Regions from separate parts of the Bombyx mori genome. Here region 1 is linked to region 2. Evidence: chromatin contacts called from public Hi-C data. All regions are on one chromosome and are shown on one strand. Each heading gives the region's core, a stretch centred on a gene start, on an enhancer-like site or on the middle of the called end of the contact. The rest is flanking DNA. Distances are from core to core; before and after follow the strand shown. Region 1 holds the start of LOC101741614. Region 2 holds the start of LOC101741489 (longitudinals lacking protein-like).

What was found. Hi-C and Micro-C count contacts between places; a contact is called where the count stands out from the background.
Region 1: a Hi-C map of midgut shows a contact between it and region 2, with 3 times the contacts expected there. The contact joins the promoter of LOC101741614 here to the promoter of LOC101741489 in region 2. A contact is called at or near these places in 6 of 7 Hi-C or Micro-C datasets (middle silk gland, midgut, posterior silk gland and 2 more).

The regions. Positions count from the first base shown.
Region 1 is chr20:5,891,657-5,897,738 of ASM3026992v2, forward strand. LOC101741614 reads left to right here and starts at 1,349. Exons shown (of 7, transcript XM_062674329.1): 1 at 1,349-1,617; 2 at 2,097-2,293; 3 at 2,943-3,317; 4 at 3,692-3,836; 5 at 4,637-4,781; 6 at 5,801-5,934. The coding sequence starts at 1,491.
Region 2 is chr20:5,675,413-5,681,725 of ASM3026992v2, forward strand. It overlaps LOC101741489 (longitudinals lacking protein-like), which reads right to left and starts at 3,730. Exons shown (of 5, transcript XM_038018244.2): 1 at 3,486-3,730; 2 at 3,205-3,312; 3 at 1,991-2,077. The coding sequence starts at 3,300.

The DNA.
Region 1 (6,082 bases), core at 99-2,598, 210 kb after region 2:
AAACGCGACCCACTAAGAAGATCCGGCGAGAAACTCAGTGGGCTGTGTCTGAGAGTTAATTTACTCGTCGAGCCCTTCGTCGCAAGCGACGGGTTCGACGAGAACGGTGACCGGTGCTTGAAGTACCTAAAAGCACCGTTAGTGGATCGGGAGGATCCGAGATGACGTGTTTTGGGCGACGTCGACTGCTTTAAATTCTGTCCGCAGGATCGGGAATGTAGTTACCGGCGGCCACGATGAGAGGGTTCTCGTGTCGTGCCGCTTTATCGAAGTGCATTAAGGCGTTTAGCTGCCTTTGATTTTATAGGCCTCATATATGGGCGCAAACGCCACTATTGGCAATAATTAACATAATAATATATAGTTTAGTTTATTCTATGTTATCATTAATTTATTATTAACAAGATAAAACTGTTATTCTAGCATATTTAATGTTTAGCAGACACTGTTTTGATGTGAAAATGTTCAGAATATGATTATTGTTTATATTATTGTTTAAAAACACAAATCAATATTAATAAAAAATAATAAAGCATCAATATTAATAATAATTAATATTATAATTAAGAGTAATTAATTAATTAAGTATTGTAATTGTTCTGCAAATGATGTTAGCGCCATCTATTATTAGGCTGGATAATAACAATGGTAGTTTATATTAGTTAAAAGTAATTTATGTAAAATAAATTAATGTCAGTCATTTAAAAATCACTAAAATATGTATTGTGAATATTAAGCTATATTTTGTGAATTGTTTCGCAGTAATTACATTCGTTTGTATAAAAGAAGATGTAGTTACTATAACCATCACAAAATGGCTAATAATTGTGTAAGAACCACTGAATAACTAAGACGTGGCTTTTTATTGTAAACAAGTAATGTTAAAGTTTTATAGAATTGTATTGTATTTTCATTGTAAAAGAACTTATGTGTGAAAACCCCGGCTTAACGCCGACATATACGTTGAATCATACAAACTGCCAACCACTATTGATCGCAAAATTCCCTTGAGTTAAAATACGCCATCTACTGGATAGTTATTACATTATGGTTTTTCATTTTGTGAAACGTCAAACAACAAAGCCTTTTTTATTGAAAACGAATATAGTAAGTAAAATAATAATAATAGCAGTACCCATAAAGTAGAAGTAATAATTGAAATAAATAATGTGTAAAATAAAAAAATTAAGACAATTAGTTTAGTATTTCTACTTGGCAACAGATGGCGGTGGTAAGCAATCTTTCAATCAAATTTAGGAACATCTAGTAATTTAATATGTACATGTAATTTATATCATTCGTTCAATTATAAACGCTTTTATTATTAGTACATATTCAATTAAATATATCCCGAATAATCGCATTCAGTTATCAAATTTAATTGCACTTTCAAAGTAAACAGTTACTAACCATATTTACCACATAAGTAGGTAGTGAATATATTTATATTTTAGATTAAGAATAATTTGCACTGGCATCTACTATACAAAATGACCACAGAAATTGGAATTTATCATTGGAAACTTGGCGATGTTGCTCTAGCAAGAATGTGCAGAAAAGTTTACACCAGAGTGAAAGTTATCAAAGATCATAAAGGATTATTTTATGACGATAAAGGTAAAATTATTTTTTACTTTTTTATTGCTCGCAAAGTGGTAATATATCGACGCTCGCAAAGTACAATTTTACAAATAAGTTACAATGTTCAGTTCTTACAATTTTGTAGCTAATATGATAATTTGTTACAAAATTGTCTGAACAACAATTATGTAGGTAACAAATTATTTCAGAATACAAAATTGCATTCGGATACTCAAAGCGCAAAATTAAATAAATAAAAAAATTGTCTATTTGTAAAATTAATAATATATGCGACAACTAGCGCCATCTGCCACATTCAGTAGTAAACTATTAAAACAATAGCAGTTTTTACTGTTTAAATCTATATTATGTTTTCAATTTACGTAAATACTATCTTATTGTTAAGCACAAGAAAAATGTATCTTCTTACGTCTGTACTACTTATATCATATTTATTAGGAAAAAAACATTTTTTTATTCGTCATATAATTTAGAATTAAATACATAATTTACAGCGTTAGGAATCTTCGGAAATGAAGATGGTAATATTACCGTGAATTGGGAACTCTGTTACTATGTGGAGACTTGTACAACTAAGCAAAGACTATGGTTACCATACACATGTATGTTTCTCGCTGAGCGTTCAAGACCTTTCTATGGACCTGCTGATAAAACACCAAAGAAGATATCTCCTGAGAAGCCCCCTAGAAAGGTAAAAATTAAATGTAACAGATTTTCTGCTAGCCAATTAAAGCTTACCTTAGGAATTGTATAGTTGTAAATGTTAATAAAATGATTACCCTGTATTATTCTGAACTATCCAATTAAAATATTGGCAAGGCTGTTTAGAAGTAAACCATAATACTATTATAATAAACCCATTGTAACACATCAATATGTATTAACATTACAATGCTTAAGCAATTTAAGTCAGATTTAATAACATTATTAAAAATTACATATCATAATGAAGAAGCTAGCTTGTGTGAGCAGTTTTGGAATACTTAATGCTATGCTTATCATAATCATTATCTACAGCCCTTTAATATCTACTGCTTGAAATAGACCTCGCCTTTTTCGATCGCCCATCATTCTCATTCATATCTGACCCTCCGTCTTGTCTATGTCATTAGTCCTGCATGCCATAAAACTTTCGACATCTCTACACCTAATCTTGGCTGCTTTTCCTTCACTGCCTTACTCCATGAATTGTCATTTCATCAACACTGACTATCTGGCAACTTAGAAAATAGAAATGCTAAGTTTTGAACCTGAAAGCTCGGACGATAAACTACTGGACCATCTACAAACTATCATTTTTGCAATGTTTTTTTATGAATTATTATTATTGTATATTCCAGAGAAAGCCAAAGGAAGACCATACATTGCCCCTCGGAGTCAGACCTCACAAACTAAAAGAACCGGATTTGAACACAACATATGACATCACACATGTACCACTAAAGCAAGGAAAATGCGAGAACGCTTTTAAGGAATTTGTGCGGAGAGGAAAAGAAATGATTTTTGATGAATATTTTTACATTTTGCAAAGTAACAATCGTACTGATAGAGACACGTTAGATTATTTGTTGAACATTGATGCTAGTACAGAGGATAAATTTGAGACGGTACTGAAAAATGTAGCTACGGAGAAAGAGATCGAGAACTACTTACATCAGTGCTGGAGGTACAATTACGTACGTAAATCAGAAAGTAAAGAAGTTATTGAAAGTACTGTAAGTATATATTACAATTCATTTTATTACTTATTATGATAATTCTGAAATGAAGAAAAACCTTGTATGTATTAGTAGTATGCTATTTGAGTCTCAAACAAATTGAATCGAATAACCAAAAAAATTCTATGCTGTCGTGTGGTTATTAGTTATAAAATTTATAGTTAGCATATTGTTTAATTCGGTCCCAAATGATGTAAAGAAGTTGCATTTTTAAATAATATTTTATAGTGATAATAGCTTTCTTAAAATCTATTCTTTTACATAGATAGAGCATAGATTCTCAGATCCTTACAATTTGGAATCAGTCAGTAACCACTGCTGTCTGACACAAACAAAGCTGCATGTTAAAGTTCGTCAATATATATTCACAGCATACATCTCCAACAAAACCTCAAATAACGATTCATATATCATGGTGCCTGGTTTGCGGGAAGAAGGAGAAGCTACGTGAGTGTCCTAACTGCCCTTCGTCCTTCCACATGCCGTGCAGGAGGGAGTGGCTGGTTAATATACTACGTATGTATTAAGTGAAGTTTACAACTGTAATGACCGTTAAACCGCTTATTTCTGCAGAATTATGAATTGTACATTCCATTTCTAATAATGCTGATTGTATATTATATTTTTAAAAGAGTAAGAAAGAAAGACAGGAATAAATTGCATATTTGAACAGAAATATTTAATTTAAAATAATTGTTAAAAAAAGTATAGAAGTTTTTTTATTTTTTTTTTTTGCTTAGATGGATGGACGAACTCACAGCCCACCTGGTGTTAAGTGGTTACTGGAACCCATAGACATCTACAACGTAAATGCGCCACCCACCTTGAGATATAAGTTCTAAGGTCTTAGTGTAGTTACAACGGCTGCCCCACCCTTCAAACCGAAACGCATTACTGCTTTGCGGCAGAAATAGGCGGGGCGGTGGTACTTACCCGCACGGGCTCACAAGAGGTCCTACCACCAGTAACTACGCAAATTATAATTTTGCGGGTTTGATTTTTATTACACGATGTTATTCCTTCACCGTGGAAGTCAATCGTTAACATTTGTTGAGTACGTATTTCTTTAGAAAAATTGGTACCCGCCTGCGGGATTCGAACACGAATGCACCGGACGTCTTATCCTTTAGGCCACGACGACTGTATATAGAAGTATTTTTTATGTTTTTTTTTACTACACTTAGTATACATATCTGTGGTGGATAGCATATTAGTACCTCCCACCAATATGCTCTCTATAGCTTCAACTAATCACGTCAGAAGGCTTTTATCCATTAAAAAAAAATTTAATTACATTATGAATGTTAAACACACAGATCGGAAGAACCCACCACAAAAGCCCTCAAAGCAAACGACATTGGTTGAAAAGATTTTGTCGAGTACTCGCACAATATGTACTGTTAAGAAAGAGAAGGAAAATACCGAACTGTGCCCTAGTTGCATGTGGGGGCCACGGGTTGGGTAAGTGGATTTTTTTTACCTAGTATGTTTTTTTTTTTTAATTGTTTAGATGGGTTAACGAGCTCACAGCCCACCTGGTATTAAGTGGTTACTGTAGCCCATAGACAACGTAAATGCGCCACCCAACTTGAGATATAAGTTCTAAGATCTCAGTATAGTTACAACGGCTGCCCCACCCTTCAAACCGAAACGCATTACTGCTTCACGGCAGAAATAGGCAGGGTTGTGGTACCTACCCCTACGGACTCACAAGAGATCCTACCACCAGTAAATATGCTCTTATATATCTTTTTATTGTGCTGCATAGGGACTTGGCACCATATTTAGGACCGGTCGCTTGCCTGAAGTCAATCCTCCTTGGGTCATATCTGTAATAGTACATTGCAACATACCGTTAGTAGGGTCGTTTTCTGTTTCTTCTTATAGTTTTTTTTATTTCTGTCTTGGTAGTTTTGGTTTCATTATTTGCATTTTATTATTTTCAATACAAACACAAAATAGTTAGATTTAAAAATAATAAAAAAAAATGTGTGCGTGTACTAGTGTACACACGTAAGAAGTGAAACTTGTTTATGGCCTTATTTTTCGAAAAATGATCTACATGCAACTTTCTAGAAATTGGTTAAATAAAGTTAAATTAGATAAAGTTTAAACAAAAGGATTTTATTATCATAGACATGAATACAAAAAAGTTAAATTAGATAAAGTTTAAACAAAAGGATTTTATTATCATAGACATGAATACAAAAAAGATGGCGCGTAACGGAAAAATGTGACGCGTAACCGAAAAATGTGACGGTAAATTTTTTTCCAACGCCGATAAAGAAGTTTCACTTCAAAAAGATAATAAAGCTCAAAATATGATCTAGCACCACTAAATGACAGTTAGCGATCGTAGTGTGCTGGTATGATACCCAGAGAAAACAATTGCTCATTCTCTGATGGATCCCTTATTTGCTGTTTACGACAACTGTGGAAAGAGGGTGTTCCATCATCTCTTCATCTATGCTCCTTCGCAGTTATGATGATGTAGTGTGGCACAAACTGGGGTCATGTCCGTGGTGGCCAGCCCGCGTCTTGACTCCAGGCTCGACACCCTCCTGTCTCCTCTCTCGCAGTCACACCCCACACCAGTGGCCTCTCAGATACTACGGTAAGTTTAATCTACAGATCAAACAGGTTGCGTAGCTCAATATGAACTCATCTGATGTTACCACCACTGTCAGCATAAACAACAATAGAAAGGTCAACTGTGAGACAGTCTCTTTAAGTCCCACTCATCAAACTGGAATACTGAGAGG
Region 2 (6,313 bases), core at 2,480-4,979:
AATACCTAGACGATTTCTACTATTGACAACTGAGCAATCACATAAATAGTCTTCGAATGATTTTTTTAAATATATTTTACAAGGGGAAAATCGTTTCGATATTAGCGGAGAGCTTGCCCATAGCGAAATTGCGCGTATATCTTGGGCGATGGAAATATCTGAAATAAACCAGAAGCGCCGTGTACTTTTAATGTACGCTCGCGTTTTTACTCTATATAATGCCCGTAAATTCGTATTTACAAAGCGCCTTTTTTTCCCTACCTATGCTGATAGCCTTGAGAGGCTACTTCAGCTATGCCCTTACGAGTAGGTGAGCTCAAGGGTTCAACCTGAGAGAATAGTTAACACTAGCCCTAACAAGAGCAGTTTTTCGCAGAATCTACCACGGGAAAGGAAACGCGACCCACTGAGAAGATCCTGCATGAGACTCAGGGAGTATTAAGGCTCTAAATATGATTTAAGACGTGGATGCTATAACAAGCTAGATGTGTCCATTATAGCCATAATCTCTGATAAACCGAACAGATTAATCTGTTCACGATTCTTTGACAATATCATAATTTTTCAATGTTGTTTTTGACGCTTTACCTCTAGAATATTTATTAACCTGTGTCTAATAGTTCGTGAATTCTCGGTACGGACAGCAAATATTATTGCGAATACACTATAATAATACGAAAACATTTACAGGATGTTACTGTAATGAGAGACACCCGATTTCAAAACTAGCTTTAGTATTGTATACCATTATTATAAAAACAGAAAATCCATCATATTTTACAGGCAAGGATTTCTAAACATTTTCCTTTTTGTAAATCATTTAATTAAAATTTGTGTAATATTTAATTTTTAGTGTCAAAAATGATACTACCCATTACGCATTCCATTGCCGGCTCATAGAGAATAAAATAAACACTAAAACTATAAAATCGTATTTGACTCAAACGACAAATATGGCTTAAATCTGGATGCATTGCAGCATGCTTGCTTTGCTTTAAAAAGTGAATTTAAATGATAATGTGAAACAGTAAAGATAGGATGCACTGATAAAGCTATGTATTCTATTCAGATGATTTTCGATTAAAAACAATATACACTATGATCCAAAAGTTTGGAAACACTAAGAATACGTAGCAAATGTATCCGGCTTTGCCTGGGATCATGTTATTTGCCATGATAAAAAATATCATAAGTATAAAGGTTACAAAATAATTAAAAATATCAACCAAATTCGTTCAGCATATGTTTCGAGTAACAACAAACATCCTTATAAAAAACTCATTTTTATTTTGCTATAGGAAAAATTTCACATGTAATTTTATTACGTATAAAATGTTTGTTTCCTATTAATCTATTAACTTTTTTGGTCTAATATGTTTGGCAGCGACCAAAGCCACACCAATTATATATCAGTGTACATTTAGTAGTAATAGAAAATAATCAATCAAAAGCAAGTCGTCTGTTTAAAAATCTGTATACATTTTTGATTAAATGCAATCAGGTCAATCATGTCTCGGGCACAATTGTCGTACACAAGCAATTGACTATTACAATGCAGTGCTAATAAGATGCCAACATCAGCCAATTGTGAACATGCTTAACACAGTGAGATTGTGGTTGTCTTTTTGTAACATTAAATCAAAGCTAGTGAGATTGTTATACATATGAACAAACTTAACACTGGCCTGTTGTCTATGTATGCAGCATTAACATAATGTAAAACAGATAAAATGATTGAAGTAAAAAACCAATAGGATCTCAATATACAATCGTATCGACTTAATTTTCTATATATTTTTGTTTAGACTTGTTTTACAATATAGTAAAATACACCAATCAGTAATCATCAGGCACTAATGGATACACAATGTGCCTCATTACACATTCTGTGAATACACTAAGCAACTTTGATTGAATCAATCTGATATTGCACAATCAGAACCAAATAACGGCAAAAAAAAAAAAAACACTAGCATGCTTCTAAACATACCTCTAATAGACTTTTGAAGTACGGACTACAGGCAGAGAGAACCATTTTATGTGCCTTACACGTCTGTCCTTCACATGCTAATGTAACCTGAAAATTACAAACATGTTATACATTCCATAAATTTAACACGTAAAACTTATCATGCAATCGTTGCATGAGAACACATTGATGATTTCAATGCTTATCATCTCAGGTCACAGTAACACAATCTCAATTACGATTTATTAATAGTATTTTGTTTTTTACGCATTACAGTTGAATACTATAATCTTATTCCTGATATTTAAAATAAAGGTCTTTTATAAAGGTTAAGCATTTAGATATTTAAATTGTTATTTAATGGTGGTAGTCCATTAGTAAGTCTGAACAGGTAGCACAAAACCTGCCCAATTATGTTACAAGCAGTCTTCGTTTTTGGTTTGAAGAGTAGACAGTTATATAACGAGAGTGAAATTTCAACCTTATATCTTATTGCATATGGTAACATTCACTCCAGTAATCACTACATAGCATACTGTGTGCGTACTGGTCAAAATGAATCTCAATTTACTGATATGATACACCTAAGAATAATTACTGTGTGGAATTTGCCAGAATGTTGTTAGAATCTAAAACAAAAATGGTATCAAGGTTCTTCTTAATATTCCCTTTTGTCTCAAGGACTAATTAACACATATATAAAATTATTTGAATATTGATTTCTGGTTGGGCTCTTTTCAGTTAAGTTTAAAACAAGTCTTCAATCATTGTTGTCTCATCTCTATTCATATTTTCACTATACTTAAGAAACCTGAAACTACTATGTATGTTTGATGTCCATATTAATTCACATTGAAATATAAAAAAAAAAATTATTTATCAATGGTCAAATATCACATTGTATTTAATATTAAACTAATAGTAAAACATGCGATTTGTGAATTGAGTAAAAAATGTAGTTATATTAATTTCGTCACAGAACTGAATCTTGCTCTTCAAAGACTATGTTTTATAATTTTGTTGGCTTTATTTTGTTTAACTTCAGGTATCATTCCTGTATGCTTCTTCATGACAAATATTTTTATTTTTAATAACTAGTAAATTAACATCACGTAAGCAAATTATGTCGGTAACTATGGTTCATTAATTACTTGCATTTTTTAAGTGTAAAGTGCTTACAGTGAGGTTATATTATTTGTTTATATACAAGTAATTAAAACCATTACAATACTCACATCTGTAAAACTTTTTTCGTCTCTCAAATGTCTGAACGAAGTCACCATGTTAGTTTGAAAATCGTTCCATTTTAAAAAGAATTGTTGATCACCCATTTTGATGATACTCTGAAATTTCAGATGAAATTTACACAAAGCCAAACGTGATGGTCTAACATTTATACTTCACAGTTATAAAGAATATTCTAAAGACCTAATGTTCCGATGCCATTTTTTAGAAATAATAGTGCAGTTTCTATAGTTTACCTACGTCATTAATTGCAATTCAAAATGATGCTTACCTACGGACACAGTAACTACAATTTCTTTTCGTGTTTAATTCACACGAAACACATTAAATATACATCCAGGGGCGCACGTAATATTTCGAAATCTACACGTAAAAGTTAAGCAATTGAAATCTCAAAATAAAGACGCCGTCTCGCATAATATAGCCACTTCTTTCTATTTCTTAATTTCTTTCAATCAGCTAGACAGGGTTGTCAGCCTTACTATTTTAGATTGTCAAAACTTGAAGGACAGTGGTACCCTAAAGCTATTTATGTATGGCAGTGATTAAAAATGATTTTATCACAATGTTACCTATTCTTTGTCATTTTGATTGCTCACAATTTATACAAACAGGTCATAATCAAGATTTTATTTATTTTTGTTTTTAATACAACAAGTGTTTCGAAGTGATTCATAATACAAGAAATCACCTGTATTAAAAACAAAAATAAATAAATTCCTGTTGAAGGCCTGTTTATTTTCGAGTTCTGAACAAGCCTTCTTAAAGTTCTTCGCAAAAATTTGAACAAGCTATAGTTAATCTATTAGAGGTTAGTGTTATTTTTTTTATTTTGCTCCTTAATACGTATCTGTGTTCAATTTACTATAGTTTTTATTATATGGAATAAAATTTACGTCTCTTCGTCAAGTCTATGTACTTATATCATCTTGAGAAAATACTAATTCTTGTCTGCTATGTTTGTCAAATATATCATTATTCAATAAAAAAAAGAAACAAAGAAAAAAAAGAATAGCCCAAATAAAATAAAAATAGAATTGTTTCATAAAAGATCGAGCATACATTGGTATCCCTGATTTGATTGGTTTTATTTTTTGTTTAATTCATCTATTAATCAGGCAAAGGAAGTAAAGCCCATAATGAATATTGTGAAAATGAAACTGATCGTTGAAATGAATTTGAACTTTTTGTCGGGAACCATCACAATTTGAAGAGCTTTTTTTTAGAATATTGATAATTTAGCGTCTGTCTAATTAGTAGTTGCTGTCTGTAAATAGGCTTGTTGCTTATCTGTGAAAAGGCATATGTATGGAAAAAATAAACAAAATGTAGAAATTATCGTAGCCTGAAGCATAGATTATACACATAATATGAGTTGCCGGGTAGACTTGTATAAAGCGATGTTACTAACTAGTATTTAAATACAAAGGTAATTTTCTAAAAATAAATTATTTGATCTCATATTTTAAATTGATAGAACAGACAATATCTTGAATCTGTACAAAAGCACAAATAATATACAATGCTATTTATATACAATTTCTTTTAATCATTCTCATTTCGACACTCTTCTGTCCTTGTTTTTGCTCATATATCACTTGAGTGTTTAGTACAATATTTTTTATTACAATTAAAAGGAAACTTTATTTTGTTATTGAGCTTTCGCTTGATCTGTGCTGTGTTTATTCGGTATAGTATCAATGAATCATTATTAAAATTTGTATCAATGCCATCTATCGCTGAGTAGCATGCATTAACTATCAATGTGCAACAGCGCCATCTAGTAATAGATTGCAGTACTGTCATCGCTAAAATAAAATTGTCAAATTTAAATAATTGTATTCGCAAATTGCTTAATCATATTCCACTGGTTTTGCTAATTAAGCTAAAAACTTTCGAACCAAATACCTAACGCTCGACTTGCATCACTCGACGAAGAGGAGAGCTTATTGCACCTAATCTCTTTTTAAACAATTAAACCAAGCTTAACGAAGCAGGAAACAAAAGAAAACCCTTCGTTTAAAATATACTTATTTAACTTATTTTTACTGTCTTTTTTGCTGTTCATAATCTTTTCTTATGTCAGGGACCACCTGTAATATTGTCAAGAGTTTATGGAGCGGTTTTTTTGAACCCGATTTTCTAATTAAGGATTACCTGATCTCACAAAGAACATTAAATATTATGTATACTAAATATCATAAACGAAAATAAACAGGTTTCGTGTGAAAATTTATAATGAATGAAATTTTATAATGCTTACTAGGTCAATGTAGAAATCATTATTTATTTATTTATTGCTTAGATGGCTGGACGAGCTCACAGCCCACCTGATGTTAAGTAGTTACTGGAGCCCATAGACATCTACAACGTTAATGCCGCCACCCACCTTGAGATATAAGTTCTAAGGTCTCAAGTATAGTTACAACGGCTGCCCCCCCCCCCCCCCCCCCCCTTCAAACCGAAACGCATTACTGCTTCAAGGCAGAAATAGGCAGGGTGGTGGTACCCACCCGCGCGGACTCACAAGAGACTGTCATAAACTATCATCAATCCACCAATTGTATCCACCAATATATCGCTAAAAAGAATACTATAATTTTTTATCTTATGCGTGCGAACGCTTGTATTTTTATATCCGAAACGCACTCAATATTTTTTTATTAGAGTTAAATAGGAACGAAAAAATAAACCTAATATGGCTTAGTGTAGAATTTGTTTTTCTGCACCACGCACATGTAACTGGCTACTCATTCTTATTTTGGAGATAAGAGGAAAAGGACCATATTGCATGGTGATAAAGTTGAAAGGTGTATGTTAATATAATAGTTCAAGGAATTTCCAAAATGGCACCGATGGTAACCTAGGTCAGGGTTCGATGAACTTAATTTATAATAATTGAGTTGCCGATATTTTTATTTTTTCACGATTATTATGTTAATTATTTCTTCAAGTTCACATTCATATTTTAGATCAGCCTTTCCCAAAGTGGGCGATAACGCCCCCTTGTGGGCGCTGCATGCCTAAAGGGGGGCGGTGAGAGACCCTGAAAAAAAATGGGGGCGTTGTGTAGAGGCTTGGGAGGCGATTTGTAATTTC